Regions from separate parts of the Mus musculus genome. Here regions 1, 2, 4, 5, 6 and 7 are each linked to region 3. Evidence: chromatin contacts called from public HiChIP or PLAC-seq, capture Hi-C and promoter capture Hi-C data. All regions are on one chromosome and are shown on one strand. The core of a region is the stretch at or near the end of the contact, and the rest is flanking DNA. Distances in the headings are between cores, read along the strand shown.

What was found. Promoter capture Hi-C pulls out the DNA fragments that hold promoters and counts their contacts. HiChIP or PLAC-seq counts read pairs in DNA pulled down with a chosen protein or histone mark. Capture Hi-C pulls out chosen DNA fragments and counts their contacts.
Region 1: a contact with region 3 is called in an H3K27ac HiChIP or PLAC-seq map of T-cell acute lymphoblastic leukemia, with 4 times the contacts expected there. The contact joins the enhancer-like site here to the promoter of Crtc3 in region 3. A contact is called at or near these places in 1 of 39 promoter capture datasets (pre-B cells), 3 of 115 datasets of contacts at active chromatin or transcription factors (T-cell acute lymphoblastic leukemia, extraembryonic endoderm stem cells and large pre-B cells) and 2 of 9 other capture datasets (adipose tissue and liver).
Region 2: a promoter capture Hi-C map of embryonic stem cells shows a contact between it and region 3, with 5 times the contacts expected there. The contact joins the enhancer-like site here to the promoter of Crtc3 in region 3. A contact is called at or near these places in 7 of 39 promoter capture datasets (the 3T3-L1 cell line, embryonic stem cells, hippocampal neurons and 3 more), 8 of 115 datasets of contacts at active chromatin or transcription factors (the SCID.adh cell line, embryonic forebrain, embryonic stem cells and 5 more) and 1 of 9 other capture datasets (adipose tissue).
Region 4: a contact with region 3 is called in a capture Hi-C map of embryonic stem cells, with 2.7 times the contacts expected there. The contact joins the promoter of Alpk3 here to the promoter of Crtc3 in region 3. A contact is called at or near these places in 3 of 39 promoter capture datasets (embryonic stem cells, liver and stem cell-derived epiblast-like cells), 1 of 484 Hi-C or Micro-C datasets (embryonic stem cells), 2 of 115 datasets of contacts at active chromatin or transcription factors (astrocytes and extraembryonic endoderm stem cells) and 5 of 9 other capture datasets (adipose tissue, embryonic stem cells, liver and 2 more).
Region 5: a contact with region 3 is called in a promoter capture Hi-C map of adipose tissue. The contact joins the promoter of Sema4b here to the promoter of Crtc3 in region 3. A contact is called at or near these places in 4 of 39 promoter capture datasets (liver, neutrophils and pre-B cells), 1 of 484 Hi-C or Micro-C datasets (embryonic stem cells), 1 of 115 datasets of contacts at active chromatin or transcription factors (pancreatic cancer cells) and 2 of 9 other capture datasets (adipose tissue and liver).
Region 6: a promoter capture Hi-C map of liver shows a contact between it and region 3, with 2.8 times the contacts expected there. The contact joins the enhancer-like site here to the promoter of Crtc3 in region 3. A contact is called at or near these places in 5 of 39 promoter capture datasets (the 3T3-L1 cell line, liver, maxillary cranial neural crest and 2 more) and 2 of 115 datasets of contacts at active chromatin or transcription factors (epiblast stem cells and extraembryonic endoderm stem cells).
Region 7: a promoter capture Hi-C map of liver shows a contact between it and region 3, with 5 times the contacts expected there. The contact joins the promoter of Vps33b here to the promoter of Crtc3 in region 3. A contact is called at or near these places in 8 of 39 promoter capture datasets (the 3T3-L1 cell line, HPC-7-derived erythroid cells, hematopoietic stem and progenitor cells and 3 more), 2 of 115 datasets of contacts at active chromatin or transcription factors (bone marrow-derived macrophages and extraembryonic endoderm stem cells) and 4 of 9 other capture datasets (adipose tissue, liver, macrophages and 1 more).

Annotation. Positions count from the first base shown.
Region 1 is chr7:81,073,606-81,077,142 of GRCm38.p6, reverse strand. Alpk3 (alpha-kinase 3) reads right to left here. Exons shown (of 14, transcript NM_054085.2): 4 at 153-270. Among named protein-coding and RNA genes, the nearest start is that of Alpk3, 18 kb to the right of the region's middle. Within about 2 kb of position 1,557, at least 100 of the 459 cell types and tissues checked have an H3K27ac peak or open chromatin away from gene starts, as enhancers often do. A contact at or near this core is called in T-cell acute lymphoblastic leukemia, adipose tissue, liver and 1 more, where this site is marked.
Region 2 is chr7:81,150,952-81,154,118 of GRCm38.p6, reverse strand. Slc28a1 (solute carrier family 28 (sodium-coupled nucleoside transporter), member 1) reads right to left here. Exons shown (of 18, transcript NM_001004184.3): 11 at 594-719. Among named protein-coding and RNA genes, the nearest start is that of Slc28a1, 38 kb to the right of the region's middle. Within about 2 kb of position 1,583, at least 17 of the 459 cell types and tissues checked have an H3K27ac peak or open chromatin away from gene starts, as enhancers often do. A contact at or near this core is called in embryonic stem cells and extraembryonic endoderm stem cells, where this site is marked.
Region 3 is chr7:80,687,538-80,691,026 of GRCm38.p6, reverse strand. It overlaps Crtc3 (CREB regulated transcription coactivator 3), which reads left to right and starts at 2,150. Exons shown (of 15, transcript NM_173863.2): 1 at 2,150-2,420. The coding sequence starts at 2,289.
Region 4 is chr7:81,055,664-81,059,096 of GRCm38.p6, reverse strand. Alpk3 (alpha-kinase 3) reads right to left here and starts at 1,497. Exons shown (of 14, transcript NM_054085.2): 1 at 1,325-1,497. The coding sequence starts at 1,467.
Region 5 is chr7:80,197,185-80,200,638 of GRCm38.p6, reverse strand. It overlaps Sema4b (sema domain, immunoglobulin domain (Ig), transmembrane domain (TM) and short cytoplasmic domain, (semaphorin) 4B), which reads right to left and starts at 2,051. Exons shown (of 14, transcript NM_001360135.2): 1 at 1,869-2,051. The coding sequence starts at 1,986.
Region 6 is chr7:81,133,502-81,137,013 of GRCm38.p6, reverse strand. All of the region lies in intron 8 of Slc28a1 (solute carrier family 28 (sodium-coupled nucleoside transporter), member 1), which reads right to left. Among named protein-coding and RNA genes, the nearest start is that of Slc28a1, 20 kb to the right of the region's middle. Within about 2 kb of position 2,008, at least 180 of the 459 cell types and tissues checked have an H3K27ac peak or open chromatin away from gene starts, as enhancers often do. A contact at or near this core is called in liver and second pharyngeal arch cranial neural crest, where this site is marked.
Region 7 is chr7:80,267,832-80,271,093 of GRCm38.p6, reverse strand. It overlaps Vps33b (vacuolar protein sorting 33B), which reads right to left and starts at 1,439. Exons shown (of 23, transcript NM_178070.4): 1 at 1,015-1,439. The coding sequence starts at 1,110.

The DNA of each region.
Region 1 (3,537 bases), core at 308-2,807, 390 kb before region 3:
TTCACCAGGTAGATCAACTCAGTAGTAGAGCCCTGCCCTCTAACTCCAGAGAGTGCCTGGGCGTTTCCACCCAGCTGACTCCAGGTCTGATGGCAGGATCCAGCGCAGGGCCCTCGGGAGGGCAGAGAGCCATGCCGGCCCCTCTCCCTCACCTGTACAGCTGCAGGGTGTGACGGTTGCCTTGATGAGTGATCTCGTATTTTGGCAAGCCACAGTAACGGTCCAGTTCTATGTCATCCTTGTACCAGGTCACCTCTGGCTCTGGGTATCCTGACAAGGAAGCAAGAGATTGAATAATAGTAGGTGAGATCCAAAGTAGTGGGAGGAGACGCAGAGGCAAGGGCTTCGAGCTGTCTGAAGAGACTGGACGGTTCCAGTGCCCCGGGCCCTCCGGAGGCACTGTCCCTGTCACTCAGCTCAGCTTCAGAAAGTAGGATCTGTCAAAGCAGAAAGCATTCTCCCCTCTGACTGAAAGGATGAGAACTAGGGGGAAGAGACTTCTTAGCTTTCAACTAGAAGAGAGATCTTTTATTTATTCACTTATTTGTTTATTTATTCATTTATTGGTCTCTTTGAAACTGGGTTTCTCTGTGTAGCCCTGGCTATCCTGGAACTCACTCTGTAGACCAGGCTGGCTTCAAATTCACAGGGATCCACCTGCCTCTGCCTCCAGAGTGCTGAGATTAAAGGCACATGACACCATCACTTGGCTTATTATTATTATTATTAAGACAGGGTCTTTCTATATAGGCCTTGCTGTCCTGGAACCATGTAGACTAGGCTGGCCTTGAACTCACAGAGCCCTGCCTGCCTCTGCCTCTGAGTGCTGGGATAGAGATGTGCGCCACTGCACCTGAGCCTGCAGAAGCCGTCTGTGGAGCTTTTTATGCCTTGTCTTCCATCTCTACTCCTGTTTCCTCTGCTACACTTGAACTGTCCGTCGAAGTCAACTGTGACGTGCACATTGCTAAATCGCTCGTTGATCCTTAGGCCTGACTGCCTACTTCCTAGACTGGCTTTAGCTGCTCAAGGAGCAGCAAGGACCCCCTGCTGTTGCAACCTCTAGTCCAGCCCTCTCCTCTCAACTCCAGACTGTACATTGACTTCATATCTGCACTTGACGGCCTAGCAGGCCACAGGTGTGACCCATCCGACTCCTTATCCGTATCCCAAGCCTATTCACACACAGCTCAGTAAGGGGACAACCCATCCCCCAGTGTGGCTCAGGCCACAGCCCCGAGTCCTCCTTTTTCCTTTCTTCTCACACTCACCCTGTCAGATAGTCCTACAGGCTCACCCTTGGGAGCAGACCCAGGATCTGACCATTTCCTGTCACATCCTAGTCCCCACCACTTTCATGCCCCACTTGGGTCCCAGGGAGACCTTCCTTGATGGCCTCGCTGCCCCTGTCGTGGCCTCTCTTCAATTGGAAACGCCACAAGCAGAGTGTGACTTCAGATCCATCTACTCTCAGCCACACTCAGAGCACCCCAGGAGCCCCACCTCACACAGGCACACACAGTCTGCACCCTGTCGCTGTGGCAGTGACCTGATCTCATCTCCCTCTCCCATTTGTGAGCCGCACCCCCGCCTCAGTCTTGCTGGCTCACACTAACAGCCCAGGAGGCCACATCCTGCGCCACTCTGCTTCCTGTCTAACTCCTCACAGAGGCCTTCCAACAGCCTGTGCGAGCCTGTGGCTCTCTCCCCTCAGCCTTGCTGTCCTCCCTCGTCTTGCATCTTTCTTCCTAGAGCACACTGCCATGAGACACACTGAGCTTGTTAATTTGTGTGTGTCCTGTCTGTCACAGTGTGCCCATCACAGAATATCGAATATTGGCTTCGTGACAGCGGGGACTTATCTGTGTTCGTCAATGCTGCATCCCCAGTTCCTAGAATAGTGCCTGGTAATGCAATCCACAATAAGTAAATATTTACCAATGAATACATCAACTGTATGGAGAACTATGGTCCAGAGAAAGAAGCGAGCTCCTTGGCTGGGGATTTGGTCTTGGATCAAGTAATACTGAAGGCATGGGTGCATACCCCCAGTCACCAGCCCCTCCCCTTCCCGCCACTAATCACACCTTAGCTTAGCTCCTTGGCCATCTCTCCTACTAGACCCAAGACTCAAGTGGGCAGGAGCCATCCTGTGTTCACTACCGTATCTCTATCGCCTGCACCAGTGCCTGCATAGCGGTTCCTCCATAACCCCCTGTCAGAGGAGCAAGCAAAGGAGTAAGGAACAGGAAACAAACCCACGGGAGCCCCATCCGAGGCATATGAGGAAGGGCAAAGGGCAAGCAAGGGAAGTCGAACATCAGCGGGGAGCAGGGGAGGCAGGGCTACAGCCGGCTGGGCCAGGAACAAACTGGGCTGTGCTGGCTGTAAACTGAGCCCTGTGTTTCCACTGTGCGCTAAAGCCCTGGGTTACATCACTGTGCGTGTGGCTAGGGCAAGCACAGGTGCTCTCACCATCTTGTGGGATGATCTCACCCACCAGGGCCTTGGAGTCTTCTGCCTCATGACCTGCCCGGGAGGGACATCCTCAGCCTGCAGTCCAAGAGAGGCTGGAGTGGGGCAAAGGCCTGGGACAAGGAGGGGAACAGGGAGTGGCCTACACAGCTGAGCCTGAGCCACAGGAACACCCCATAATTCTGCCAATAATGGGGATCAGGGCTTCATAGCAAGAGTGGCTTTGAAGCTGGGCGGTGGTGGTGCACGCCTTTAATTCCAGCACTTGGGAGGCAGAGGCAGGCTGATTTCTGAGTTCAAGGACAGCCTGGTCTACAAAGTGAGTTCCAGGACAGCCAGGGCTGCACAGAGAAACCCTGTCTTGAAAAACAAAACAAAACAAAACAAAACAAAACAAAACAAAACAAATGGCTTTGAAAACAAGATTATTTGTAACGTGCTGGTTACTTCCTGGGTGATGGTTACTATGTTATATAAATACACAAAAGCTCAAGAGGATTATGTCCTTAACTCAGCTCCACACATACTTCCATGCATGGTACACATATGCAAACACACACGCAAACAGAGGGAGAGGGAGAGGGAGAGGGAGAGGGAGAGGGAGAGGGAGAGGGAGAGGGAGAGGGAGAGGGAGAGGGAGAGGGAGAGGGAGAGGGAAAGGGAGGGAGAGGGAGGGAGGGAGGGAGGGGAAAAGAGAGAGAGAGAGAGAGAATGAACTCTGGGAGAGTTCAAAATAGAACCTGAGCCTGTAGCTTTCCCCTGCCCCTTCACAGCCTATGGTCTGCTGCACAGCTAGCAGGCTCACCTAGGGAACCCAACTTGGACACCCACTGTCTTTTCCAGTCACTCCTAATTTAAAGAAACTCAGAGTCAGACAAATAGGAGTTTAGAGTTTTAAGAGAACTAACTGTCAGATATGGAATTTTCCCTGGTTCCTCTGAACTCAAATTGCTCACATTTATTGAGGAAGACTTAACTGTGTGCCAGAAGCCAAGAGACAGTCCTCACGCATGTCCCATCTACTCTCAGATCAGAATGCTCCTAAGGATGTAGTCACAATCC
Region 2 (3,167 bases), core at 334-2,833, 460 kb before region 3:
GGCCCATGAGAGGATTATGATATACATCATTTAGGAGGGCAGATCCCCAGGGAAAGCCTATGGAAAACTGAGCATGAAATTTGGAGTCAGATCTGGGTTCAGATCCTGGCTTTAACCATTAATTTATTCTCTGAGCCTCAATTTGCTTATCTATAAAACGGGGATATTAAAGCACCCAGCATAGTGCCTGATACATAATATGAGCTTAGTAAATGGAATTCTGGGAATCTGACCCAGGGGCCATTTGAAAAGTGTAGCCAGCTCTCTTTAAGCTCTGACATTTCTTAGCCCTCCTTTTCTCTCTCCCTTCCCCCTCTCTTCAAGTGGCCATGGCCAGCCTCTCTCTCCTTCTACCTTCTCCCCCCCCCCCCCGCCTTTCTACAATAAAACTCTAAAACCATTAAAAAAAAAAAAAAAAAAAAAAAAGGTCTAACCAAGTAGTTTAGCCCAGCAAGCCTGCCTTGCTCAGGCAAAGCTGGGCTTTGAGACAGAGAGGGGACATCCCATGACTGCTGTGATTAGGAGCTTGTGGGGCTTCCAGAAAGGCAGTTTCAGGGCTTTGGCATAGCCCAGCAGAGAAAAGTTCTACCTACCCCAAAGGAGATGTAGGCGCCCAGGAGGCTGCCAGCAATAGTAGCATAGCCTCCAGTCATGACAACGTGAACTTCAGAGAGTGTCATATCTGCCAGATAGGGCCGGATCAGCAGTGGAGCTTCAGTCTACAAAGAGTCAGAAGGCAAGCAGTGAGCTGCCGCGGTGGCGGCTGGGTGATGGTCACAGGTTTTTTGTTTGTTTGTTTTGTTTTGTTTTGTTTTGTTTTGTTTTGAGACAGGTCATGGTTCTTGATGAAGAATCTCAGAGGAGACAGAGGGTGGGTTTCTAGTCAGCTGAGCCTCTCTGGGCCCCATTGTCCTCCCTCCTCTGTGATAGGACCTGCATACCACCACCCTACCCTACCCGTGTGTGTTGACACTTACCGTGCTCCTCACACCCAGGCACCTCCCCCTCTGTGCTTACAACCTAAGACAGAAAGGACTCTTATTTTCCAGGGAAGCAAACAGAGGCCTGGGAAGGGATGCAAGCCCGATCTGCACAAAGGGGCTGAGCCTTCACTGGGCATTTGCTTTGGGGCTTGTGTAGAAGTCTGGGCTACTCTTTATCTAATCCAGCTATGGAGCCCTAGCATTCTTGGTACTGCTTTGCAGGACGGGGAGATGGGCGTATGATGGTTAATCTTCATGTTCAACGTGACTGGGCTTAGAATCATGGTGGAAATACGCTCCATAGTGCATCTGTAAGGGTGTGGTCAGAGAGGTGTAACTGAGGAAGGACGACCCACCCACCCTGAATGTGGATACACTATCTCGTAGGCTGGGGCTCCAGAATGAACATAAAGTAGAACGTTATAGGGGATGTGGAAATCAACCTTGTGAGGGAAAAAGTGGGATAGAGAGCGAGGTGCCTCAGGCTCCTGAGACTCCTCAGAAAGTCCTGATCTGCTGTAGTCAGCATTAGACATAAGATGGCTCGTAGAACACCGGTGAACCAACAAAAAGGAACCGCGGCCAGGGGTTGGCTGCTTCCCCTAACTCCTCCCACTTCTTCTGAGTAACCTCATCAGACGGGACTTTCATTGGAGCCCAGTGACAGTGTGGTGAGAGATGATTGGCCAAGGATTTAGGGGCTTGGGATTGGCTCAAACATTGTATCTAAGCCTATGTGCTGGGTAATAATCTCGGATCTGTGCCCTGATGCTGGTCTCCAGAGTCTAACTGCCTGAGCTGGGTTCGGTCACATAACTCTGTCGCCGCTCATCCCCCTCCCATCCTCAGTCCTACACCCACAGACAAGTAAGCTGAGCACCCATATTTTCCGCACACCCCTTCCTACATTGTGACCAGCTGCCTCACACACACCGCCAGGCCCTCTCTGCCATGATAGCCTGTACCTCTACACTGTGGGTCCACAGGCATCTCCTTCCTTCCTTAAGTTGTTTCTGTAGGGTGCTTTATCACAGAGAAAAGAAAAGCAACCAATACCTGGAAGCCACAAGAACGCCTTCCTGGGAGCAGGAAGTGTGTGTGGAGGTATAGATACGCTGTGATTTTAGAGGGTGATAGAATCTATGAAGATAGGTGAGAAAAACAAGCCTCATGGTCAGGGAATATCAGCACCGGTCTCTTTGAGGGTGTGGCACTGGGTTAATGTTAACTGAGACCGGAAGGAGTCAACTACACAGACTGATGATGGCTCAGCCGCCCAGAAAGACCAGAGGCCCTGAGACAGGAGTAAGCTTGACCTGAAAGATCCTGACATAAAGTAGAAACTCATGTAAGCCCCCGACTTGTGTCCTAAATGGACATCACTATTGGCACAAAGTAAAAGTTTAACTTGCTCCATTGTTTCAGGAAATGTTTGTACAGAGTGCTCGGACCATTCCTTAAATCCGCTATGCTTGCCAACCGCTATAGCCCACTGCCAGACGTTTGCGGTTTGGTTGCTGGGCTGAATTTGGAAAATTTCCCCCAAAACTTTAGATTGAGCCAATCCTGAGTTGCCCCATATACCAGCCGTTAGCCAATAGAGTTGCATCACCCCTGCGCCATTTTGCTCACAGCTGCGCCTGCACATGATTCCTTCCTTGTACCCCTCCCGTACCCATTCCTTGTAAATCTCAGATCAGGAAATCGAAACTTACCTGATTGGTTGCTCAGGGGCATGTGATCTGGAAGTCCCCTCCCTTCCCCTTCTCCTTTTCCCCCTTGAGGGCCCATAAAAGGAGGGTCCCATTTCCCTTCCGGTTGACTTCTCTATCCCTGCGTGGGATACGAGTTGTCCCCAGAGCTCTGGCTTTCCTGAATAAAGCCTCATGTGATTTGCATCAAGCTTGGTCTCTCCTGAGTTCTTGGGAGTCCGCAGTTGTCCCGAGCCTTGAGTGAGGGTCTCCCTTGGGGGAGACGCAGTTCTTGTCCGACAACAACGCGCTGGAAATCTAGAGCCTCATTGCAAGGGTCCCTACATCGTGCTGCTAACCACCCCCACCGCTGATAAAGTAGAAGGCATCTCTGCATGGATCCACGCCTCCCACGTGAAGCGAGCTCCTGAGCAACCCCAAGATGATTGGGAATTGGAAAAGACTGCTGATCCTCTTAAACTGCTGCTTTTTT
Region 3 (3,489 bases), core at 901-3,400:
GCAGCCTTTGCTTCCTAAGTACTGTTATTAAATGGTGTGTGCCACCATGCCCAGATTTTTCTTTTGTTTTCTTCTTTTTTTAAAGATTTATTTTGATTGCATTTAATCATGTGTCTATGTGCCTCTGTGTGGCATGCATACTTGGGTGCAGGTGCCTGTGGAAGCAAAGTTATCATAGTCCCTGGAGAGAGAGTGACAGGTGGCTGTGAATGCCCAATTTGGGTGTTGGGTACCAACCTCAGGTTCTCTGAAAGAGTAACACATTTGCTTTTTTTTTTTTTTTTTTTTTTTGAGACAGAGTGGCCCAGAATGACCCTTAACTTGCAGTCTTCCTGCCTCCACCCTCCAGGTAGTGAGATCTCAGATGTATGACACCATGTCCAGCCTGGCTCATCTGTGTGAAAATGAACTCAGTATGGCATAAAAGCAGAAGGCAACACGTAAAGAAAAAGCATGGATGGACTGGAGGGATGGCTCAGTGGTTAGGAGTGCCTACTGCTCTTGCAAAGGGTCAAGGTTCAGTTCCCGGCACCCACATGGTACAGATGGTAGCTCACAAGCAACCGTCTGTAACTCCAGCTCCAGGGGACTAAGGCCACCTTCTGGCTACCAAGGATCCCTATACATAGATGCTGCACATAATTGCATGCAAGCATACACACATACATATAAAAATCAAGAAATATAAAATAAGAAAAAAAAGCATGGTGGGTAGGACAATACAACAGACACATAAGCCTAATTATAACAAAACAATCTAGGGACTAGTGAGCTCCCTAAGTCGGTAAATGTGCCTGCCACCAACCTGAGTTATTGGCGGATGTGAGTACACACACACACACACACACACACACACAAAATGAATAATGAATGAATGTAAAAAACCAACACATATAAAAACAGTTGCAGGAAATACAAAAGTTGCACATCATGTCTATAAATTCTTTTTGGTTTTGTTTTTGAGACAAGGTCATCATACAGTCTGGACTGGCTTTCTTCTCATTATGTAGCCAAGGAGGACCTTGAACTACTGATCCTGCTGCCTCTAACTCCTGACTGCTAGGATTACAGGCACTTGCCATAATGCCCAGCCTCATTTTTGTATAAATTTTAAACATAAAACTTCCTATCCCACATAGAGTAACTGGATTAATAAATCATACACAATAAAAGGAAGAACAGAATAATAAGTATATGTTAATTTTGAAAAAATGAACAGTAGTGTTAGACATCACTACCAACATAGTTACTTTTTATGGAGACAAAGAATGAGGTGGGGTTCTTTTTTTTTTTTTTTTAAATAAACTCCAAGCATATGAAGCAAAACGATTTTTAAAAAGTCTTATTGTGTATGTGTGTCTAGGTATGTGCTTGCTACAGCCTGAGTGTGGAGGCCAAAGGACAAGTCTCAGGAGTCAGTTATCTCCTTCCACATGAGTCATTTAGCTGGCCCCAAAATGCCTTTTAAATTTTATTTGCAGTGTTGGAATCAAACCCAAGGCCTAGGGCTTGTCACACAAGCGCTCTACAGCTGAACACCGTCCCCAGGCTCTGCAAAAATGTTTTGATGGTTTAATCATGAGGTGCGTGGGCGTTGTTGTTATTTTCCGTATTTCTCCTCATGTCGCTAATACGTCCTAATTCACAGAACACAGTCATGCTCAACACTCTCCAGGACATCTTGGTGTACAATTATGTTGGAAGCAGCTTCTGGGCTAAAAAGGGGGAAGCCTGACGAGGCCACTTGCTGTTTTACCAGCGAAGTTGAACGGATGGGAGAGATGGCTCAGTTAAGAGTACAAACAGCTCTTACAGAGGCAAAGACCCGTGTTTGGTTCCTAGATTAGTGTGATCTCCGTGGGTGCCTGCATGCACATATACATATGTACACATCCACACTGGGCAGTGGTACCCAGCGGCTCTCACACATTGGTGCAGCTTAACTTTACAGACGTGATATAGGTGTGAGAAGTCCCGAAGCAGGCTGGGGACCGTGGGCTCAGCCCTCGGTCGGCTCGCCGGAGGTCGAGCTCCCCGGCTGGGAGGCCGGGCTTCGGGGCCCGGAGGCCGGGCGGGCCGCGCCGAGGGCGGAGCCGCCGCGCGGGGGCGGACCTCGGCGCGCTCCCGGCCGCTCGCTGGCTCTGGGGCCGCGGCGGCTCCTCTGCCGGGTCGCGCCGGAGGACAGGTTTCGGGCGGCGGCTTGGGCGGCCTGCGGACAGACCGGGTGGGCCGAGCAGCGGAACCCCGCGCCTGCCGTGTGCCTAGCCCGCTAGCGCCGGGCGCGCGCCATGGCCGCCTCGCCCGGTTCGGGCAGCGCCAACCCGCGGAAGTTCAGTGAGAAGATCGCCCTGCACACGCAGCGGCAGGCCGAGGAGACGCGGGCCTTCGAGCAGCTCATGACCGACCTCACCCTGTCCCGGGTGAGCTCCGGGGCCGGCGCGAGCGGTGCGGGCGGGTCCGCGCGGCGGGGAAGAGGTCGCCGGGCCGAGGCGGCGGCGGCGGAGCCGGGCGGGGGCCGCGGGTGGGGAGTGGGGCCGGGGCGGCCGCGGCCTCGGCTCTGGCCGGCCTGGCGACACCGAATGCGGCTTGCTATCTCGGTGGACGGGCCTCGGTGCGTTGAGCTGGAAACGGCCGAGCCCGGGGAGGCGGGCAGCGGGGCCGGGCGGCCTAAGCGGGAGGATGACCCCGAGAGGAAATCGCACGCAGCTGCAGCTCAGAGGCCGGACCGAGGCACGCCTGGTTCGGGCGGTGCGGCTTCTCCGTGGACACCCACGGCCAGCGAGCCCTTGACTGTCGGCGTAGAAGGCCTCGGGGGCCGGAGGGTCGCACATCCTCCCCGAGGGGAAGACTTGGTGCACGCACAAGCGAATCGACGGCTGGCCCCTGAGTGGCAGGGGGCCTTGGTACCACGTTGAGATTCCGTGGCTTTCCCTCCTTCGCCTCTTGGAGGTGCTTTCCGTGGTCCGGTGCATTTGCTCAGCATCAGATATTTAGTGAGAACTGACAGGGTGCCTAGCGCAGATGGTGACTGCGGAGGGACCCAGAGGAATGAGTAAGAGCGAGTCGGAACAAACACCTGGGAGGCTAGACAACTGGAGCGGACGGCAGGGGATGGAGACGGCAGGAGTGTCTGTGTAGACTGCAGAGGGTCAACGTGAGTGGGCAGCCTTGAGGATTCTGAGTGCTGGCCTTGAAGGCACATTGTCAGATGGGGGAGGCTAGGAAGATGCTGGGGGTGGACAGCTGGAAGCAGACGTGTGAGCAGATTGCAAGCTGGTTGTTTCCCTGCTTCCCAAGGTGCAAGCGTATTCTATTTTGGCCACCATAGTGTTTGGGATTGAAAAACAAAAACAAGAAAACTAAAATCTGTTGCTAGGGTTTAAATTGGGAGTTTTTTCTTTTAACATAAATTTAACATAAACTAAACTAACATAAATGTATAGCATAAACTAAACGGACTTACTTTAAAATTAAGAGACTTGGAAACAA
Region 4 (3,433 bases), core at 248-2,747, 370 kb before region 3:
ACAGGGCAGGCTGCTTCACTAAGGAGCACAATAAATGTCCACATTTCCTTGCAGCATTCCACAGAGCCAACAACTGGGGAAATGGTGCCCTACCACAACCCCCAGCAACCCAGGAGCCTGGGTGAGTTTGACTTAGTCACAGTACCGGCCCTCAGTCCTACCCCAAACACGTGACACCATTTGCCGAGTTTTATGCAGAAACAGGTTCCGGTTACATTTGAACTTTTCCAACTCCAAGGTCAATAGGACTCTGACGATCCAGGAAGTGCCCAGGGCTTCTTTTCCTGACTGTCCTTCGAGCCTGTATGTATTTATTCTCTCTCTCTCTCTCTCTCTCTCTCTCTCTGAGCGGAGAGCAGAAGTCTGTAAATAGTGTCTCAGAGAAGCAAGTTACGCAAGCTAAATTTTGGTGCTAAGAAGTAACAGCCTACTCCAAGGCCCACCCTGTTACATTTCCTTTTGGAAAATGGGCTCAGGAGCAGAGGGAAGCTGAGCTGCCCACAAGGGGCAGGAAGTTCCTGTCTCCGTGTCTCCAGGGCGATGCACTTGTTCTTGGGTGTCTGCATCTTGTTCTTAGAGTGTCTTTTGCAAGGCTTGCCTAGTGTCTGTGTATCCTTTGCAACTAGGGATAACCTAGCTCCTAAAACAAAGCCTTCCAATGTCTCTTTCTGCAAGGCCAATAAAGGGTTCACCAGTCCCACCCCTCCTGTGCCAGTTCAACCCCTACTGGGTCCCACTGGGCAGGGCAATTGACTCCTTCTGAGCTTCAAGCCACAGATCCTCCCTAGATCCCCAGACAAGGCCAACAAACAGCCACCTCCTGGCACCTTCCTCTCAACCAGACACAACACAGTGCAGGAAGGCCAAAGCCCTAGGCCCAGGGGAGGAACTTCAGTTATCACAAGGCCGATCTCGGACTCTAAGCTAAACAGCCTCTAATGGCTCCCCCCACACCCATCAACCAGCAGTCCCCTCCTTTGAAGCCTGAGGAATTTCAGCCACTCTGGATCCCCTTATCACTAACTGTGGAATTCAGCCCTGGGGTTAGCTTGGTGTGGGCGAGGGAGATAAGGAAAGGGCCCCTGTAAAATCACTCCAAACTATGGCCTTTCCCCTCTTGGGCCACACATTTGAAACCCTGGGGCCCTCAAGGGACCAAAAGGGTACCAAGAGGGTCCTCAGGGCCTTAGGGTTGAGAAAGTTTGAGGGCCCCGGTTTTACCCAGGCCTCCAGATTTCAGAGTGCTTTTGAGAGCCTGGCCACACCCGGCCACCACCCAAAGGACAGAGCAGCCTGGGGCAACCCAGGGCCCTGGGCGACTCACCTAGCCTCTGGCCGCACGCTAAGCAAGTAGCTGCGACTGGCTGGGCCGGGCGTCCACACCGGCCCGTCGTCCTCGCTATCTCCACCAGCTCCTGCTCGACCACCCAGGCCCCAGCCCCGGCCCGCGGCCCTCCGCGACCCCATGGCACCGCAGCCCCTGCCTCCAGCCCCGGCTCCTGCCCGACTCTGACGCGCGCCCCTATTTATAACCCGGGGCTGCTGTCACCTGCTGCTGTCCCTCCCCCGGTTTAGGCAGCTACTCAGCCTAACCCGGGAGCCAGGGAGGCCTGCAGAGAAACTCCGTGAATGCCGACCCAGAGACAGAAAGAAAGGGTCCTTAGAACCCCAGCCTCCTCACAACTTTCTTCTGGCTTTCTTTCAGTTTTTAGAGAAACAAGTAGAACGAGGGTAGAGAAGAGTTCCTAGGGGAGGAGAGCTTAAGATAGATCCTGAAAGGGGCCACACTGACAGCCACCAGCCAGTGGTCTGTGGGCCACTACTTAAGACATACTCTGTCACCTCTATCAGTGACCTCCCTCTATCCAAAGGAGCCCAAGATTCCTGGGTATACATTGTGTGTCTCCCCCAAACCCTTAGCAGTATCTAGCATAGATTAGTGGTTCATCAAAGGCTTCTAGAATAATCCAACCTCTTCCATCCCTTCAGGCTCCATTTCCTAAGGTCAGAAAATGGGCCAAGTCCTAATGCTTAGAAAAACGATTCTATCCTTCACCGTTCCCAGAGCAAGCTGCTAAGCACAGCTTAAACCTGGCGCTTAGTTTTTGGGAGTGACCACAGTGGGTTTATCTGTCCCTGACCACAGACCTAACCTGGGCCAATCAAAGGTCTTCACCGAAATATTTGTTTATTCTCTCTCTCAGTCCTGGCTTCAAGGCAATTGCTGAGACTACAGGTGTGTGCCTTCATTCCTGACTTACCAAAACACTCTTTAAAAAAAAAATGCATTCCCTATATTTTCTTTTCTTTCCTGCCTCTAAGCTCTCCTTTGCTCTCCTGCTCACTCTATTTCAATTTCATGGCCTCTTTTTCTTTAATTCTTGTTACAAATATTTCTTTAATTGTTGTTACACCACACACACACACACACACAACCTGCCCAGTCTGTATAATGTTACGTGTGTGTATATCTTCAGGCTGACCGTTTGGTACTGGATAACCAGTTGGTCTGCTTCCCCTTGGGGAAGACTGTTTCTCTGGCTCTCAGCATTCCTTAATTGCCTATAGTTATTTGTTTAGGTTTGAGGCCCTGTGAACTTTCCCTGTTCCATGACAGCACGGTTACTTGTATCATCCCTCATCAGGTCATGTTTAGGCAGCATGTCTAGGTGTTGGTGAGACTTCATGTATATAATTTCTGACATTTCTAGGAGATACACTGTTACCGAAACTTCTTGTTTCTACAGTCTTCCCCCTTTCTCTTCAACAATGATCCCTGAGCCTCGGGTGGAGGAGTTGTGTTGTGAGCACACGCCCCCATTCATCTTTGTTCTTGAGTCTTCTGAAGATGCATGCCTTAAGATCCCTCTAGCTTCAGTACCAGCTTTTAAATATTTACCAACTGGGGTCACATGATCTCAGGCCTCAAAGAGGCTTACAAAATAACTAGATAGACTAATACGTAAGACACTGCAAGGGGCAACACGCAAGGGCAGAACTAGAGAGAGGGGCATAAAAGCATAAAGAAACCGAGTGGTGAGTTTCGGTTAGGAAGGAGATAGAGCTTAAATGTGATTTTAGAAATAGGTGCTCACCAAGTAGACCATGGGGGAAGCACTATTCCAGATGGAGGAAGGCGTGTGCATAAACACAGGAGACATGCAGCCACTCAAGTGTAAAGGAGACGGAGAGGCAGAGAGCCAGTCACTGGACAGGGGTCAGGGCCTAAAGGGCTAATTTATTTAGCACACCGTGGGACTAGTCTAAACTGTTTCAACATGGGTCCCTGTTTCTCTATATTTTCTAAACTTCTAAAGTCCTCTCCATGGAAAAAGCAAAATCTTTAAAATTTGGGAGAGAATTATTTTATGTATATCGGTGTATACACACAGCAGTCTATATGTCTGTGTACTGTGTGAATGCAGCACCCATG
Region 5 (3,454 bases), core at 802-3,301, 490 kb after region 3:
CGGCTGGGACAGCAGCTCTCAACATGCGGGCCTCAGCCCATTAGCAAATTTACAACTATGAAGCAGTAACAAAAGTAATTTATGGTTGGGGGTCATCACAACCTGAGGGACTGCATTAAAGGGTTGCAGCCTCGGGAGGGCTGAGAGCTCTAGGGAAACACAGGATGACAGAAGCAGCAAGGGGTATGTATGGCTCAGAGCCTAACACACCTAACACAGGACAGGTTCCATACCTAGCTCATACCTCCACCCTGGGTCAACAAGGTGAGGGGGTCATGGGGAGGTGGCGCATCAGGGAAAGGGATTTTTGACACCAAACCTGAGGACCTGAGCTTAGGTCCTGAGATCCACACGGCTGAGGGAGGATTTCACCAGCTGCCCTCTGACCTCACTGACCTCCACATGTACGTCATGTTTTCGTGTGCCCTTACACCCACACACAAGCTAAGTAAGTGTTTTAAAGTGGCAGAGCATCAGTCCTGGGTTCCGATTTCAGTCATTTCTCACTTCAAGAACAGAACTCCCAAGGAGCAGCAGTGAACTCTAGAACCATCCCCACCCACAGCGAACCACCCAGTTCCATGCAGGAGTGGTCCGAGTTTAACATAACAAGAATGACAGCAAACACCCGCTGAGAGGTTTCTGTACCAAGCCCTATCCTAAGGACTTTGCAACTGGTAATGAGCTGCGCCTTGAGCAAGGCGCTAATATCCCATTTTACAGATGAAGAAATCAAGGCACAGAGAAGTTGTTTACTTAAGGTCATGTGGGAACTAAGTGGCTGAGACAGGATTTGAACTTGAGCTACCAACAATGTTTTGGATAAGGGACTGAGATCCTGTTAGGGGCCTTAACTGAAGAGCTGATTCTATCCTTTTGCAAATGGGATGCTTTTAGGGGTGGGGATGCAAATATGGAGTAGGAAGTCTGGTAGAGTTTTAGTCTGTAACCTCTAATTTATGCACTAACTCACAGTGACAGTTTGCAATTTAGAGGGGTTTGGCCAAACATTGTCTGTTGGCACCTATGTGCCTGATGCCCTCCGAATGCACCAAGTTTTATGAATTTCCCAAGATGACTTTGCAAGGTATCTAAGCCTGAGGCGACTTTGCAGGGGAGGAAGCTGGAGTGCGGGCAGTAGGAAGTACTTACTGGGCTAAGTCCCTAGAATTCCAAACGTTGAGGTTCCCTGGAAAAGGTTCAGGGGCGATCAGACTAAGGGAAGTAAAGAATGAGTGGAGGATTGGAAACACAGGCAGCCAGGGGCAGCTGTAAACCACCAAAAAAGGAATGTGGCCCACCAGGGTGATACCCTCAGGCCCCTCTAGACAGGGTACAGATGGGTCTTCGCAATGTCAGTTTCCAAGTCCCTGTGTTTGGAGTAGGGGGTGAATTCTCCAGGTCGATCAGTCAGAGATGGGCCGGCAGGGAGGAAAGACCTGGCACCCACCCGCCAAACTCCAGGCTCTGCTGTGGCTGACTGAGAATATCATAAGCCCAGAGTTTATAGCACGGCCAGCAGCAGTGCCCTCAGCCCCGTGCCGTTGGTGGCTCCAAGGCTGACTCTGGTCAGCATCAAAGACAAGTAAATGAGTAGGCAGGATGGCTGGCACCTGAGGCCCCTAGTGCCGAGTGTGCTCCCTCCGAGCAAGAGCAGCTGCAACCGAGCAAGAAAGCGGCCCTCTCCAAGTCCAGATAGAAAATGGAAGAAAAGGGCTCTCAGCTCCCTAGCTTTCCCTCCTCTTTCGCTTTGACCACAACTGCTTTCCTGGTCCTAGTGGACCTCAACCTCTCCTTTGTCGTGGCCACCCCACCAAGCATCTCGTTGCCCGCGCTCCCCTCCTTCTGCCGCGCCCCATAGCACTTACCCAGCGGCACACTGATCCGGGGGCCGAGCGCCCGCGTAGTCGTCGTCCGCAGCAGCAGCAGTAGCAGCAGCAGCAGCAGCGCGCGCCGCAGGACAGCGGAGCGGCTCGCCCGGCCCATCGCGGCGCGTGGAGCTCGGACCGCAGCAGGCAGCGGCGTCCTCCTCCGGCTCAGGTTGCTCAAGTGGAATCGCAGGCTGGAGCCCCGCCCCGCGGTTCGGCCCGGAGTCCTTCCCTCGGCCTCCGCCTCTGGACCTGGGGGTGGGCGGCAGGGAAGGTGGTCACGTGGGCCGCCGCACCGTAGGCTCCCTCTGCCCAGTGCTGCGGGTGAAAGCCCCGCGCTCTCGCCGCAGGGAGGAGGGCGCGGAGCAGGAAGTCGACGGGTAGGCGGGCCTCCTAGCTGGTCCTTGCCCAGCTCTTTCCCCTTCCTCCTTCCTGGGCGCTGAAGTACGAGGGGCGCTGGATCGAGTCACCCGACTTGGGGCACTGGGGGGGAGGGGGAGCGGAGCAGAGCCTGGGGACCTGAAGCCCGGAGACCGAGGAGCTCGCAAAGCCGCACGGACCCGCCCTCCTTCCGGCTCCCGGGAACCCTGCCCCACATGCCCCCTACCTACCCCCACCCCCGCTCTGGGAGCTGTGCAGACTCTGAGACGGAGACTGGTAGCTTTCCAGTCTTACTTCCGCGAGAGGTCTATGCATGGTCTAGAATCTAGATACTCTGCTCGGTTGTCCATGCTTAGAATTCTGTCCACGCGAAGCCCGGGGCCGGCGCAGAATCAGTTCAAGTGGGATAATTAGGATTTCACGGACTGCACTGCCAAAGAGGCTAGACCTTCCCCCCCACAACCAGCACGTGGCTGAGCATAGGAAAGGATTCCCTAAGGCTGGAATGAGACGCCAGAGGTATCCACCCGCAGGTACCCCAATCTGAAGTCAATTTGGTGGAGCCACAGCAAAGGAATAGAGGGAAATAAAGAGGGGGAGATCAACAAAGACATCAAGGTTTTGGAAACCCGTTTCAGCTTTTCCTAGGTGAATGGATAAAATTAAAAACTTAAAAATATGTGTTCATTGTTCTTGTGGCAATGAAACCACTTCCCCCAGACTTTTCTGCAGTTGTCGAAGCTACACTGCACTCGCTGCTGCCCATGTGTGCCCATGTGGGCAGTTCCAGAGCCACATCTTTCTACTCTCCTCCCCACCCCCACAGGCAGGTGGCAGTCAGAGCAGACAAGCTCTTGGATGGTCTCAGGTCTTCTTTCTTACATCCAGACTTCCCCATGCTCCACAACTCCTGTACTGTCACCACCCTGACATCCTTCTACAGTCTCGTGTCTTTTCTCATATGCCACATGTCCAATTGCACTGGTTAACCCATCATCTGAAATGTACTGTTTCTGCTCTAACTGCTGCTTCCTTTCCTCCTGTTAATCTCTTCTCAAACACAGTAGACAGAGTCTACTCCACAAGCTGTGACCTCTGACCTGTGTGTTTGTGTGTGTAACATAAAATATATATGCAGGCAAAACACCAATGCACATGAAATAAATAGCACTTTAAATACTGTTTCAAGGTCAGGCCTGTAGCCC
Region 6 (3,512 bases), core at 759-3,258, 450 kb before region 3:
GTTTCTTTTCAATAGTTCAAATGTGTGGCAGAGTTGCTAAGACTATGGGAATTCTCTGTCACTAAAAAGTGGGAAAGATGGGTTGGAGAGATGGCTCAGCTGCTAAGAACACTGACTGCTCTTCCAGAGCAGAGGTCCTGAGTTCAATTCCCGACAACCGCATGGTGGCTTACAACCACATTCAATGCCCTCTTCTGGTATGTCTGAAGACAGCTACAGTGTACGTATATACATAAAATTAAAAAAAAAATATTACTTTTTAAAAGTGAGGAAGTTGGGCCAGATGGTGGTGGTGCACGCCTTTAATCCCAGTACTCAGGAGGCAGAGGCAGGGAGATCTCTGTGTGTTTGAGGCCAGCCTGAACTGCATAGTGAGTTTCAGGACAGAGAAATCCCGTCTAGAAAAACAAAGAAAAAAAAAAAAAGCAAGCTGAAATATTAAAATATCATGAGCCAGGCAGTGGTGGTGCATGCCTTTAATCCCAGCACTAAGGAGGCAGAGACAGGTGGATTTCTGAGTTCGAGGCCAGCCTGGTCTACAGAGTGAGTTCCAAGACAGCCAGGACAGAGAAACCCTGTCTTGGGGGGAAAAAGAAAGAAAGAAAGAAAGGAAGGAAGAAAGGAAGGAAGGAAGGAAGGAAGGAAGGAAGGAAGGAAAAGGAAAGGAAAGGAAAGGAAAGGAAAGGAAAGGAAAGGAAAGGAAAGGAAAGGAAAGGAAAGAAAAGAAAAGAAAAGAAAAGAAAAGAAAAGAGAAAAAAACTCAAAAAAACAAAACATCACAAAAGGGAGTTAGCTAGTTGGCTCAGCCAATAAGGATGCTTGATGCCAACCTGGCCACCTGAGTTTCACCCCTGGGACCCACATGGTAGAAGGTGGAGCCAACTCATTGTTTTCTGACTTCAGCACTGATACTGTGGCATGTGTGTGCCTGCACTCTCACACATATGCAGGCACACACATGCTGAATACATCCTTTAAAACAGCAAAGAAGGCACTACTCCCAAACACTTACACCCCTGTATGCCAGAGCTGTGAGGAATTTGGTTTTCCTTTCCTTTCCTTTCCTTTCCTTTCCTTTCCTTTCCTTTCCTTTCCTTTCCTTTCCTTTCCTTTCCCTTTCTTTTTTTCTTTCTTTCTTTCTTTCTTTCTTTCTTTCTTTCTTTCTTTCCTTCCTTCCTTCCTTCCTTCCTTCCTTCCTTCCTTCCTTCCTTCCTTCCTTCCTTCCTTCTTTCTTTCTTTTTCTTTCTTTCTCTTTCTTTTCCTTCCTTCCTTTTCTTAATTTGCCCATTGGGTAAAAGGGTCTAGGGCTGAGAGGGAACTCTGGGTGGGGACTGCATTTGGAAGCTGGTTCATGAGAAATGCAGTTGAGACTTTCAAGATAGCTCAGCAGGTAACGGCTTGCTACCAAGCCTGATGACCCAAGATCTACCCTGGAGAACCCCACAGGGTAGGACAGAAGCAGCTCCCACAAATTGTCCTCTGACGTCCACGTATACATCGTGTCACACACAACACACCTCCCCAACGCATACCTAGAAAATTAATTAATTAAAAGTAAAAGAAAAAAAAACGGTGATGAGGTCCAGTTGAAGCAACAGAATAAACAGCACTCACAGAAACCCGCTGAAGTGTGCAGAGCAGGACCCTGCAGCCTGCATGGCTAAAGAGAGAGGAGCATAGTGTCTAGGAGACCCAGGACACCAGTTAGAGCGGCTAAAAGGAGAAGGACAGAGGCCATGCAGGCACAGCCAATCATATTCGGGAGCCTCAGCACTTTGGCAAGACAAGTCTTGAGACAGACAGAGACTATGGCACTCAGGGCAGGCCTGGCCAGGTAAAAACAGTGTCAGAGGGAGGATGTGGACACAAACCAGAAGCCAAGTAACACTGAGAGGGAGCAAGAGACCCAGAGATGGTACCAACAGGCAGCACTTCTGGGAGGCCAGGCTGGCAGGGAGGGCCGAAGGGCAGGAGCTGGTTATTGTATTTTGAAAAGGGAGCGTCTTGCACAATCTCTCAGAACAAGTAGATGGTCCTAGGTGGCAGCAAAGATCTGCTCCCACAGCCCAGCTGTGGGGACGAGAAAGAAAAGAGCGGTGGACCTTCCCCTCCCTCTTCCCACCAACACCACAGGCCTCTCTAGACTTGCTCCACTTCCCACCTATTGCTGTGGCTTGCCTGCTGCTGGGGACATCACATGACAGGGAGCATAGATACTGCATTCAGAAACTCCGTTCCTGCCTTCTAACCCCTCCTTGCTAAGGCTTGGAGCTGGAGCTGCTCACAGCTCCGGGGGTGACGTCATTCTGCTCTCCCAGAAGCCAGATGTGAGTCTACTCAGCTGACGCGGTTGACTCTGTGAGGGACTCCAGGGCAACTGGCTGGCTACAGCCCCAGGCTGGAGCTAGGAGGACATGTCCAGGATGGCAGAGTGGGCATCGGAAAGTGTGTTCTAACTGTAGGCGGAGGCTGTTGGTGAGAGGGAAGCTTCATTTGGGGAGAAGGAGTGAATGGTGACGGAGGAAAGGGAAGCAAGGGGGTCTCTAGATGGCTCAGTGGTAAAGCATCTGCCTAGCATGTGTGGCGCAGGAGCTGCAGCACCACGAAGATAAGGAAAAAAAGCACAAAGGAAAATGAGAAGAAAAGAAGGGAGAGGAAAGGAGGGGGCAGGAGGGGAGGGATAGAGGGAAGGGGGAAGGCAGGCAGGCTCCAATTTTCTAAGGTACGTTATGTTATAATGTCCCCGTGGCAAGTATGATCTCACAGCCCAGGAACCACCTCTGGAGAGCCTGGGGTGGTACACAAGCAGTGTGTGTAACTCAGGGCAGTGCTACTGAGGAAGGACTCTTAACTCCTACTATGTGCCTGGAAGGAAGTCCTACTGTGTGTCAGATACTCATTGCTATGTGCTGGCTCACTGATCCTCAAAGCAACTGAGGTGGCTATCACTATCTCCCCTTAAGCAATGGGGTACACTGAGGCTCTGAGGTGCAGGCCACCCATCCAAGGTCACACAGTTGAGAATGGGCAGAGACCACTCAGATGGCTGAGGCATCTGCTCTGGAGAAAGCTTGATTCTCTGCATTCAGGGCTGTGTGTGTCCCTGCTATAGGCGGAATTGTCCAGATTGATGTGATAAAACCAAAGCCCGGGTGACAGGCTCAGACGAGCCATCAGGAGGTGAAGCCCTCATGAATGGGGTCAGTTCCCCTTATGCAAGAGGCCCCAAAGTGCTCCCTCTGTCTTCGAGCACGTGAGGATGGGAGAGGAGTTGACCGTGACCAGGAAGAGGGATTCCTGATCAGAACATGACCCTGGGGGCTCTCTGCTGTCCCTTCCAGCTGCTAGAGCGCTAAGGAGTGGACTCCTGTTGTTTGTGAGCCAGTATGGCTATAGTTTTTAATAAGAGCATCCCACACTCTGAGGACCACGGCTCCAGAGTCTCCACTGTGCCACACCCTTGGAACAACTTCATCCTGCCTGGAAATCAAACCCATGCAAGCTGGCTCTCC
Region 7 (3,262 bases), core at 190-2,689, 420 kb after region 3:
CCTGGGCTACATAGTACGACCTAAAGAAACAAAACCAACAACCAAACCCCATCATTTCTCTCCTTTCTACTGCCATCAGTTTTTTGTAAGCTTTTACTACTTTAATCAGTATTCTCTGAACTAGCCTGCTGTCCAATTGCTCTTCGTTACAAACCACTATGGCAAACATTGCTTCACACTACAAATGGGTGTGGGTCTTCAGCCTGCTGTGTAATTTGTTTGTTTGGGTTTGATTTTTGTTGTTTGTTTGTTTTTCAAGACAGGGTTTTTCTATGTAGCCCTGGCTGTCCTGGAACTCACTCTGTAGATCAGGCTGGCCTCAAACTCAGAGATCTGCCTGCCTCTGCCTGTGAAGGAATGAATGCACTGGGATTAAAGGTGTGTACGACCACCCTTTCTTTCCCATGGGGAACAATGGATGAAACCGAGAACCCTGCCTGGGCAATTGTCTAACCACTGAACTTTATTTCCAACCTACAGTGTAACTTCTGTTAGCTCTTTCCTCTGCTCATGCACCGGTCCTTCCCTGCTAGGCTTCCCATCTAGCAGCCCAACTGCCTGAATGTGCACGATGTTCCTGCTCCAGAGAAAGCATGTCTATTCTTCAAACTCTAGATCTCAGGAAACTCTTAGATCGCCCCAGCTGTTGTTTATTCTAAACTTTTCCGGAAGTCTAGAATTCACTTACCATCCAGCACCCTTTAGGGGTCATTATTTCATAGGGCATCTCCTGGAATGTAACTAGTGACAGAGGTATTTCAACTGTATTTCCATCTCCAGTGATGCCTGGCACAAGTGTGTCTTTTTCATTTGCACAGAGGCTGGCAATTTCCATTTATTCTCTGGCCAGGTCTCAAGCAACTGTTACTACTCTGGTTTTTCCTGTTGACCGCCCCATTTTGGATCTGTCTCAGAAGCTCAAAGAAAAAAAACCAAGGGACTCAGCAAGGAAGAAGTCACATTGAGGGCCACACTGTTGACGCAGTAAAGGCGCCGGCCACGGCAGGCACTGACCTGTTCTAGCAGATAGATGAGCTGGTCCCGAGCCAGCCTCTTGAGCATAGAGAAGTCGGGAAGCTCAGGGGCGTCCAGCCGATGGGGAAAAGCCATGGCAGCGGTCACCTGAGCCACCGTGTGAGAGCAGCAGAATTCTCCCTGTTCTGCAAAGGCCGGCGACAGCCCAAGGTGTTACTGCAGGCTGGTACCCCGCTTGCCTGGGCTCTGGATCCCAGGACCCCCAAGGGGCCCTCGCTCCTCTGCCGTACTCGACGGATGAATGACCGACCACCTCCCGGACGGACGGCCACAGGCTCAGGCGACTCTCCTTGGAGACCTATAGTCACTGGTCCCGCCCGAGTCCACTCAGCCTGTCAGCAGGATTCCCAACGACATCCGCACACTCGGCAGCGTGCCGGGGAACCCCGCCTCCTACCCAGAGAAAAGCCACTTCCTAGACATCCCGGAAGTCCGGGTCTCCCAGTTAGCGATTAGAGCACTAGAAGGGGACGGCGGCCGGGAAGGGACATTTGAAAACGGGAGTGAATCTTTTCACAGGTTTACTTTGTGTGAATGTGAGCGGTGTGTGTGTTTGAAACCTAGTCTGCAGAGCACAGTGTGTGTGTGTGTGTGTGTGTGTGTGAGAGAGAGAGAGAGAGAGAGAGAGAGAAACCTAGTCTACAGAGCGCTGATTGCTGGAGTCTCAGCTGTTAATTTAGTCTCCAACTATTCAGTCCTTAGCTTCCTGGTAATAGAAGGTAAGCGAGCAGTGTAAAGAGGAATGAATGTGTTAGACTATGAAAGTTAAGGCTTGCCAGCTGTAACCCTTGGCTATTGGAGTTCGATTTGTTAATGGCCATTATGGAAGAAATGAATAAGCTTGTGGCACAATCATGCTACAAAACAACTGTACAAATTAAAGAGGCAAAATACAGAAGTAGTCAGCTGGTAGTGGTGCACGCCTTTAATCCCAGCCATTGGGAGGCAGAGGAAGGTGAATCTCTAAGTTTGAGGCCAGCCTGTCCTACAGAGTGCGCTCCTGGACTACCAGGACCACACAGAGAAACCCTGTCTAGAAAAACCAAAACAAAAATCAAAAACAAGCAAAAACACAGAAACACATCTATATAGTGTTGTTTACATAGAATTTGTTTATGAAACAAGGTCACAATATGTAGGCCATGCTGTCTATTGCAGATAGGAGCTGACTGGGGAAATCAATAAATGAAATAATGGGAGAAAGGGTGAGGTATAATACTTTGTTGTTTAAAAAAGAAAGAAAACAAAGGCAGTCTGTCATCTTGGTGGGTGTCTGTAAACCCAACCCTTCGAAGCAGAGAGAGGGATCAGGAGTTCTCGGCTACTCTGGTCTCCACAGAAAGTTGAGGGAAGCTGGGGTACAGCTCAGTGAATGAAAGGGTGGAGACTAGAGTTTGGATCCCCAGCACCCACAAACATGCTAAGGGGGTGTGACATCAGCTCAGTAACTTCAGCACTCCAAAGTCAGAGGCTGGGGATCCCTCAGGCAAGCTGTCTAGCTAGACTAACCTAATCACCTGGCTCTGGGTTCATCAGAAAACCCTGACTCAAAAGGTTAGCTGGAGAGCTAGCAAGGACTCCACCCCAACCTCTGGCCAACCCCTTCCCTGCCTCCCCAACTCCCACTCCCTCAAAGCAGAAACTCACCTGGGACAAATGACCCAGCTTCTAAAAATAACTAGCAAAGAGGAAAAGATGTGAGAGGTGAGACTTAAGGTATAGGAAATATATTGAGGCCAGGTATAGTAAAAATTTTGGAATTTTGGTTTTTTTTTTTTAATGGAAATATAAGAACACGTTTTCGTTCTAATCCCAGGTGTGGGATATGAGGCTGCTTCAGATGGTTCGCATCAACCATGATTTGCCTTGTGCTCTGGCAAGGGCATGACTTTGCCAGCTGCAGATAGTTTGTGTGTGACATTTGGAATTCTGGTGTCTTTTCAGAGGGTATAAATGCTAGGGCCCCAAGAGGCATGATGGGTTGTTGGTTGCAATTTGTTTAGTCATGGGTGAAGAAATTAGATATCCTGGCTGAGAAGATCAAACTTGCTCCAAGGAACTCATCACCCCTAATCAGCAGGAAGTAGTCTAATGATAATGTTGCCCCTTTCTGAACCCTGATTTTATTCAGGGGTCTCTTTCTTCTCCTATCCTTTTTTTCTCTTATCTAGTGTTCAGGGGTGGAAAGGGTAGGAAAGGGGTGGAGAAGGGTGAAAAGAATCCAGAA